Regions from separate parts of the Zea mays genome. Here all the other regions are linked to region 3. A link is a contact called in public Hi-C data. All regions are on one chromosome and are shown on one strand. The core of a region is the stretch at or near the end of the contact, and the rest is flanking DNA. Distances in the headings are between cores, read along the strand shown.

Region 1 (2,700 bases), core at 54-2,553, 260 kb before region 3:
CTGCACATGTTTAGTTATTTTAATGCTCGTGGATACGGGTGCTGGTTAGTTATGAGTTATGACCAATTGACCCTTGGAGAGACGAGGGACGCGTCGCATGCATGCACGGAGGACGAGTACAGGCTATCGTCGTAGGGAAGTGGAAGCGTGGAAGTGGATGCGAGGACCATTCATACCATCGGTTTGTGTGGTTTGTAGAACGGATCAATGATCAATCAACCAGCCAGCCTGAGACCGTAGGGAACACAACAACGGTACCATGCGCGACTTTAATTTTCCTGGCGCATTGATGATGCGCTACCCCGCCTACCCGGCTACCCCTAGGGGAAAAAAATATCGCCACCAACCACGCATCGGCTGCCTCTGTTTTCAATCAGCAAACGGATCGGATTAATTGCATTTCTCCCTGTGTTGTGGTGGTATACTACAAACTGCGAATCTAATCCCCTCCCAACGAAGTGGCAACCCCGTCGTGAGATCGCACGAAACGGGAATCGCGCGAACTTGAGCGATCGATGGACCGAAGCAACCAGTGGAAATTGACGGCGTGCGTGGGAGAGAGAGAGAGAGGGAGGGAACAATGGAGAAGGAAGGAAGGAAGGAAGAGGACTCACAGCGGGCGGAGGAGGAGGAGGAGAAGAGGATCTTGTCGAGGCTCTCGTTGGGCACGTACTCGTACACCAGCAGCTTGTCCTCCGCCCCGCGGGCGCAGTAGCCGATGAGGTTGACCACGTTGCGGTGCTGCACGCGGGACAGCAGCGTGGCCTCGTTGCGGAACTCCCGGGCGCCCTGCCGCGAGCCGGCGCCCAGGCGCTTGACGGCGACGTCGCGGCCGTCCTCCAGGCGGCCCCGGTACACGGGGCCGAACCCGCCCTGCCCGAGCCGGTTCTTCTCGGAGAAGCTCCGCGTCGCCGCCGCCAGGGTCTCGTACCTGAACGCGCGCTGCTCCCGCGCCGCGATCGCCTCGAGGTCCGCCTCCTCCTCCCTGTCGCGGCGGGACTGGTCGGAGGAGGAGCGGCGGGAGGAGGAGAAGGGGCGGGCCAGGCGCTCCAGGAACGCCCGCGGCTTCATGCTGGCCTCGTCGGCCAGCGCCTCGGTGCCGGTGGGGATTGGGGAGGGTATCGGCCTGCCTGAGCCCTGAGCCCCCGAGGCGGCCGGGTGAAAAACGTACGCAGACGCGGGAGGTGGGTGGGTTCTTCTCCCACTGCGCGCCCACGTGCGCAAGCGCAGGCAGCTTCCAGGCGAGCGGACGGGGCTGGAGGGAAGCTAGCTAGCTCGGCAGGCGGGGCTTGAGCGGGAGACGGGCGGCGGTGGGTGGGATTTTCGTGCGGGGTCGGGACGGGGCTCCAAGACCAAGAGCGCATCGGGTGAAGCGACAGCTGGTGCTGCTGCTATTGTTCAAGACCCGTCTCTGTCGCGGCAAAGTACGCGTCTGCGCGTTCAACAACGCCGTGTTGTTCCGTTCCGCCCGGCGGTTCCACAGAACAGAGGGGAGTCCGTGGGCGCAGCACGACACGAGGCAGCAAGCGGCATGGAACGGATTCGTGGGAAACCGGGAGGAAGCAAGCGGCACAGCTGCCGGCTTGGTCAGGTCCGTCTCCCACACACACACGCACGCATGAGCAGAACGGAGTCGATGCTGATCCACGTCCGTTTCCCCACCAAGAGACACGGAAGGACGACCATGGCCATTCATCATCATGACGAGAGCAACAAGCCTCGACGCCATGATGATATGGAATACTGAGCGGTTATCCGTGTTAAGAACCCCTTGCTACCGAGTGTAGTTCAAGTACTACTTAACTAAATAATAGTAGAATACAAGGAGACAATAGTGTAGAGATGGACTGATTCTTTATTACTGTATGGTGCTGCTATCCAAGATTACATGATATGTGGATCTCCTCTCTATTTATAGACAATAACTAGGGTTTCAGGCATATGGGCCACATAGGCCTTCCTGGCCCAAGAAAGGTTTCTTAACACTCCCCTTTGGCCTAATGCCACGAGATGCATATGTCCCAAAATTCCATAAAAACCTAGTGGGAAAAATTGGAGAAAGAGTACATAGCTCACGCTTGCTGTGTCGCATGAATTGCCTCATCAAAACCTTAGTGAGAAACTTTCATGAAAACTCACATAAAGGAAAAAAGTACAATTTACCCAATATAACAATTTAATCTTCTAGATTATTTGGGTACTTAAAATTTACGTTTAAGATTTATTTAGGTGTGTGTGAAGTTTCTCCCCCTGAGATCTGCAATTCTCTAAGTCTCATCATTCCAAGTCCTCGGACGCATCTTTCAAAGGATGACGCAGGAAGTGACTTTGTGAACATATCTGCGAGATTTTCACATGACTTAGTGTGCAATATTTTAATCTCATTCATCTTATGTAGTTCATGTGCATAGAAGAATTTGGGATTTATATGCTTCGTAAGATTGCTTTTCACATAACCCATTTGAACTTGTGCGACACAAGCTGCATTGTCTTCAAAAATGATTGTGGGTGTTTGCTCAATATTCAACCCACATGCAGATTGGATATGGTTGATCATTCTTCGAAGCCATGCACATTCACGCGAGGCTTCATATAATGCAATAATTTCTTAGTGGTTCGTTGAAGTCGAGACCAAAGTTTGTTTTGACGACTTCCATGAAATTGCAGTTCCTCCACAAAGAAATACATATCCAGTTTGAG
Region 2 (2,737 bases), core at 216-2,715, 340 kb before region 3:
AGTTGTTCTGGACAAGGATTAAATGAAACTTGTAAAATATTGACTACAAATAATCGTTTTGTTATTTAGCTTTGAAACCTAATAGTCATATGTGTCGATTTATCCTAAAAAGTACTTTTACGAAAGTATAAATGTATTAAGAGTTCATTTGTATTTAAAAAAAAATATTGGTCAAAGCTATATTTTGGAGTACCTGTCGTTTTCCTAAACGACTTATAATTTGCACCTTGAGGGAGTATTAAATACTACAAGGTGCACCCACAACATTGACAACCATGTCTGCGTGCAGTGCTAAACTTTGCTCCTAGCTTCAATATATGACAACATGCCAGCCTAGGACTTCACAGAATAGAAACCGAAAAATCTTTGTCGGTCATTTAACTTCGGTCAGCTTGTCTATGTGCCGACATTTGATTCATTGAGTACTCTTGCTCAGTGTGGCACTCTACAAATATTTTGCCGAGTATATTTTGTTTTGTCTGCCGTCTTCAGTAGTGAGAGGGTCGATCTCGACGCCGTTGAGGCGTTGAAAGCTCCGGAGCCCGGAGGGTCCGATGGCCCCAAAGCCTCCTACGTTAAGACACCTCGGAAAGACTACGATGCCCTAGACGTATTTAATACGTTGACGCCTATATATAATTTATTTAATTTAGTTAGATAAAATATGTCATATATATTAAATCTAACATAAGAGACATATATTTAGCATACAGAAATAACAATAATCGGATCATCATTATTATTATACAAAGCCAGTCATTCCATCATCATGCACTGCACGTACCCATTGTAGCAGTTCGTTCCTCTGTCTGGCTCAGTAGTAGCCCAGTCTAAGCTGAAGATCCAGACGCTCTTCCGCGCCATCGCCATGACTGCACGCTCCTATCCTCAACTCTAAGTTCTTCCCCTCGACGTCCTTGGTCGTGGGGAGCGATGCGGAGGAGAAACGGTTGCCCGCCAGCTTTGCCACTGGAACAGACAAGCCTCCGTCGCTGCTGGCAGCACCATGCGCTAGCAGCGACGACAAGCTGAGCTCAAGGTCAAGAACTGATGTGCAACTAGGATTAGGGTTTGGATGGGGAGCAGCAATACGGTGTGAAGTGTACTGTTGGTGGATCAGTCTGGCCCTGTCCAGCCTGTGGATGTTCATGTGGCCTCCCAGCCCTTGTGCTGATCTGAACTCCTTCTTGCAATACCCGCAGGTGTACGACGACGACGACGACGACGACCTTACCTGTGGCGGCAGCCATGAGGAGGCGGCGGACAAGCTCAAGTTGTCACTGCAAGGCGACTGTTGTTGTTGCTGCAGTTTCATTTGGGCGCCGTCATCTTCTCCCTCCATAGCTGCTAGCTAGTCGAGTGGCGCGCGTGTGCCTAACCTAGCTAACTACCTTTGGAGAATGGACAAATGGAGGGAGCTGACTACTGAGTGAGAGAGTGCTATAAACTAAAGCTGGGCTAGCGAGCTATAAGAAGAGTGAAGGGCATGTATATATATACACACACATTATCGCATGAAGAGGCAAGATAGAGCACACCTACATTTTAGACAGGAAAAAAACAAAAACAAAAACAAAAACAAAAATGGTCTGCATGCGTCCATCGGTCCATGCGTCCTGGGCCGGGCCCCGCGCTCTCCCCGCTGCTGCGAAAGCGACACACAGACGTGATCCGTCGTTCCATTGAACCCGACCTGCTGATGCCTCCGATACCCAAACTTTGTGAGTTTGCAGATGTAGGCTGCGAGCTAGCTAGGTGCTTCCGGGCATAGCTACAGAACCTGCACCCATGCCATGCATGGAGCGGGCGGGGCGGCAAAACAAAAGGCTGCGCATGCACCGGTGTCACACGACGCGCAGATGGCCCGGCACACACAACTTTGACCACGTTGAGATTGTGAGATCAGCCACGTATCGTATGATGATATACTCGCTCCGTCTTAAAATAATATTCGTTTTAACTATTGTTTTTTATCTATATATTCAAATAAATGATGATAAATCTAGACACATATACAAAATATCAAGAATTGTTTGAATCCAATAATTCACTAAAACAAATTTTAATTTGGAACAGAGAGTATAAGATATAAGTTTTATCTTATCTAGTTGTTAGGCTAGACGTGTGGAAGAAAAATAGATCTACACTGCAAGGATGAATCTAGGTGGGAAAGGGGAAAACAAGAAAAGAAATAGAAAAGTTGGGATTAATAAAGGACCGCAAAATAAAGGAGGAGAACGTCATAGGTGCCTCCTCTTTCTCTCCCTTGGCTGTTCAGCCACGTATTGTATGGCGGTGGAGAGTCACGACATACAATATACAAGACTTATCTGGTTGTTAGAGGAGACGTGGGGGAGAAAAATATATCTACGCCGCCGCCGCGACGACTGGCGAGTCGGAGGCCAGCTAGATGGCCTGCTCGAGGTCCTCTACATCCTCTATGGCGATGTAGAAGAATCTGGGTAAGAGAGGGCGTAGACAAGAAAATAGATGGAAAGTTGGAGATGAAGTGCTCGTGGTTGTTGCTTGGTTACACATACAAGAGATAAGCGTATCTGGTTGTTAGGCCAAATGTGATGAAAAAATAGATCTACCTGTTTCGGATTTGACGCCCGACAATGAAACTATAAAGATAAAGATGGGATAGATTAGAAGAAATATAATGAATTTTTTTAGAAAAGGAGGATTGTGGAAACTAGAGAAACTGATGTTTTATAGGAATTAGGATTTGTTTTTC
Region 3 (2,700 bases), core at 31-2,530:
ATTGTAAGGGAAGCTTCATACAAGTTCTCAATTTTTTTTTATTCACAATTGGAAGACAATGCCAATATAGATAATAAAAAGACACTTTTCAATGTTATATCTCCACATACAGATTTTTGTGTACAGTTTATACACTGATCGTTTTCGCTCCGTGTGTTTATCTATTCTTGGAGGGAGACCCTGATTCAAGAAACCATGAATTGTGTAAACACTTTGGGGCATTAATAATGATAGAGGCTGCTTCCTGGTTCCTATATAGATCTTGTTTATGTCTTAACTGGACAATACTAATTGACAGGAAATTCAACAGATCATTTTTTCCTGTTTTGAGTAAAGTTAAAGCAAACGAGCATAGCCTCTCTGGTCGCATCAGATGGACTTTTAGAACGGTACCTAGATTTTTTTTCTGGTTACTTCAACAAGCCTTCACAGTTACAGAACAAAATGATGCAGGATTCCTAAATTACAAGAAGGTAAAAGATGCCAGGCAGGCATATGGTTACGTCCTCTGAGGCGGGCCTGCCTTGGTGAAGAGTGAAGAGAATAGCAAGCAGTTCTCCAGAGTACGTATTGGTGACGTGGTTCCTTCAGGACATGTGGCCGTCGGGGCCGCCTTCTGGGGCTGCCGGCGAGGCCTCGCTGAGGTCGAGGATCTCGACGCGGCGGTTGGTCCGCTTCCTGATCTTGATGGCCACGTCCTGCGGGCTGAAGGCGCCCCACACTACGACCCGGCCGTGCTTCTTGTCGATCAGGTGTTTCTCCAGCTCTGCAAAAAAACCAAAAAGGTTCAGTTCAGAGAAGCTTCACAAACCGAGGTTTCAGCCTTTCAGGCATCACCGCAGATGGGCGGCTAGAGTGTTTACCTCGCATCTGGAGGAGCGCCCTCCTGATCCTCTGGTAGCACCCGTTGCAGTCGATGTTCATCCTCAGGGTCATGCAGTAGGACTGCTGCTGAGAGTAAAGAGCACACGTCACTTAACTGCCTCTCGGAGTTTCAGCTCTCGACAACAATTTTGCTAGGACTGACATAACATGAAACCCTCATGTTGGCACGCACTCACCCTGTAGTCCATGGAGCTCTTCTCCTCCCGGCGGCGGCGGCGACGGTTTCGACTGGCCGGAGGGGAGGAGGTGCAGAGTGTGAAAAAGGCCGCCGCAGGGAGAGCGAGGACCGAGTGCTGTTAAGGGCGGCCAGCAGAGGAAAGGAAGGGATTAGCGTGCGAGGCGCTGCTTGATGCTCGCTTTGGTGTGCTTCGCTTTGCTTGCAGCCGTACTTGACTACTTGTAACTTGTGAGCCTGATCTTTTATGGACGCTTCACTCGAGTGATTCATTCCCGTGTGGGCTCGATCTATGTGCTTTTTGGGAATCAGATTCCGGGGCACAAGCAGCGCAGGCTGGCTTCCATGCAGTGCCCTTTCCGCTTCCACACATCCTTTTTCTACGACTGCTCTGCTGTTCTTCGGCTCGTTGATTCGGAGTTTTGGACCGTGGACCCGCTTATATGCTTTCACATTTTGGTTACTTTTAGATTCATCGACTCCTACGGTAATCGGTATTGCTAGTATTCTGCAAGGTCCCGTGGGAAGGTTATTAGCACTCTTTACATGTTCATTTTAATCTTAATTCATATAGATGGAAGGAGATTGAATGGATTTAAAGTGCTAGTTTGAAAGCAAAGTGTGGACTTGTTCAAACGTCGGGTCACATAAAGGTTGGATCGTTCAAACGTCGGGTCAAGTAAAGATTGGATCGTGTAAATATTGGATCGTTTGATCCGGCTCATGTCCAACTCATGCATAGTATCGAGTTATGTTAGATTAGCCCATGCCTCTATTGAACACGTCGGGTTAGATTTTTTCTAGATTGGGTCGGATTTTTTTAGCTTAGATTAGGTTTGGGATGAACTGTACCTAACCCATGGATGGTTACTGGTCAAACACTAGCATATACCCATACATCGCATTAATCAGATTTGCATTAATCAGTTTTTTTTCGAGCAAGTTCGTTGGATCAGAAGGTCTATGCTCAGATCTAACAAGGAGAGGTAAAGAGAAAAAACCTATCATAAATAATTAAATATCTTATTTAAATAGTATCTCCTAAAATTCCTCACCCCAGGAGATCCCAAAGGATTTAAGTTCACAAACTAACCCAGATGGGAATAACCGTAGTAAGATTCATGTCCACGTGTCCTGTATCGTTCTACGATAAGGCTATAAAACGTTGGAGTGGGGCCTATTTTGTTTTGGATTACAGCTCAAATCTCGACTAAATACAAGCTCGAACTTTTCAGAATACAAAAAGGCACTAAAATTAATCCTAAGTTGCCTTGCAACTTCGAGAGAGTAGTTCTGATTTACATATAGTAATCATAATTAACCCTTCAGGAAAGTTACAGTCCGGGATGTTTCTCCACGTCTCAGGTCAGCACTGATCCAACACCCTACCGAGCTCGAACAAACCAGGACAGACCAATACCTTGGGGCTCCTGGCCTGGTAGGAGAATTAGTGAGGGCACAAAATTGTTGGAAGGGATAGTAAAGCTGTAGACGCAGAATTCTCAATCCACGTCCCATCAATGAATCCTGACACATCCGATGGGACTGAGCCTTTTTCTGCTTCCACACTAAACCTAGGGCAATGCTGTCCTCGATTGGAACCCGTGTCCACGTAATTTTCTCCCCTCTCGGTATGACGC

The links. Hi-C and Micro-C count contacts between places; a contact is called where the count stands out from the background.
Region 1: a Hi-C map of seedling shows a contact between it and region 3, with 4 times the contacts expected there. The contact joins the promoter of LOC100279841 here to the promoter of LOC100275657 in region 3. A contact is called at or near these places in 9 of 25 Hi-C or Micro-C datasets (bundle sheath, ear, endosperm and 3 more).
Region 2: a contact with region 3 is called in a Hi-C map of ear, with 2.2 times the contacts expected there. The contact joins the promoter of ra1 here to the promoter of LOC100275657 in region 3. A contact is called at or near these places in 3 of 25 Hi-C or Micro-C datasets (ear, endosperm and tassel).

What each region holds. Positions count from the first base shown.
Region 1 is chr7:114,874,902-114,877,601 of Zm-B73-REFERENCE-NAM-5.0, reverse strand. LOC100279841 (putative protein kinase superfamily protein) reads right to left here and starts at 1,303. Exons shown (of 3, transcript NM_001360999.1): 1 at 615-1,303. The coding sequence starts at 1,071.
Region 2 is chr7:114,957,371-114,960,107 of Zm-B73-REFERENCE-NAM-5.0, reverse strand. It overlaps ra1 (ramosa1), which reads right to left and starts at 1,465. Exons shown (of 1, transcript NM_001149977.2): 1 at 750-1,465. The coding sequence starts at 1,342. The coding sequence ends at 815.
Region 3 is chr7:114,614,285-114,616,984 of Zm-B73-REFERENCE-NAM-5.0, reverse strand. It overlaps LOC100275657, which reads right to left and starts at 1,280. Exons shown (of 3, transcript NM_001149692.2): 1 at 1,062-1,280; 2 at 864-948; 3 at 385-766. The coding sequence starts at 1,073. The coding sequence ends at 588. LOC542626 (mismatch binding protein Mus3) reads right to left here. Exons shown (of 21, transcript XM_020541216.2): 21 at 2,063-2,700. LOC100285796 (dihydrolipoyllysine-residue acetyltransferase component of pyruvatedehydrogenase complex) reads left to right here. Exons shown (of 6, transcript NM_001158686.3): 6 at 1-106. The coding sequence ends at 7.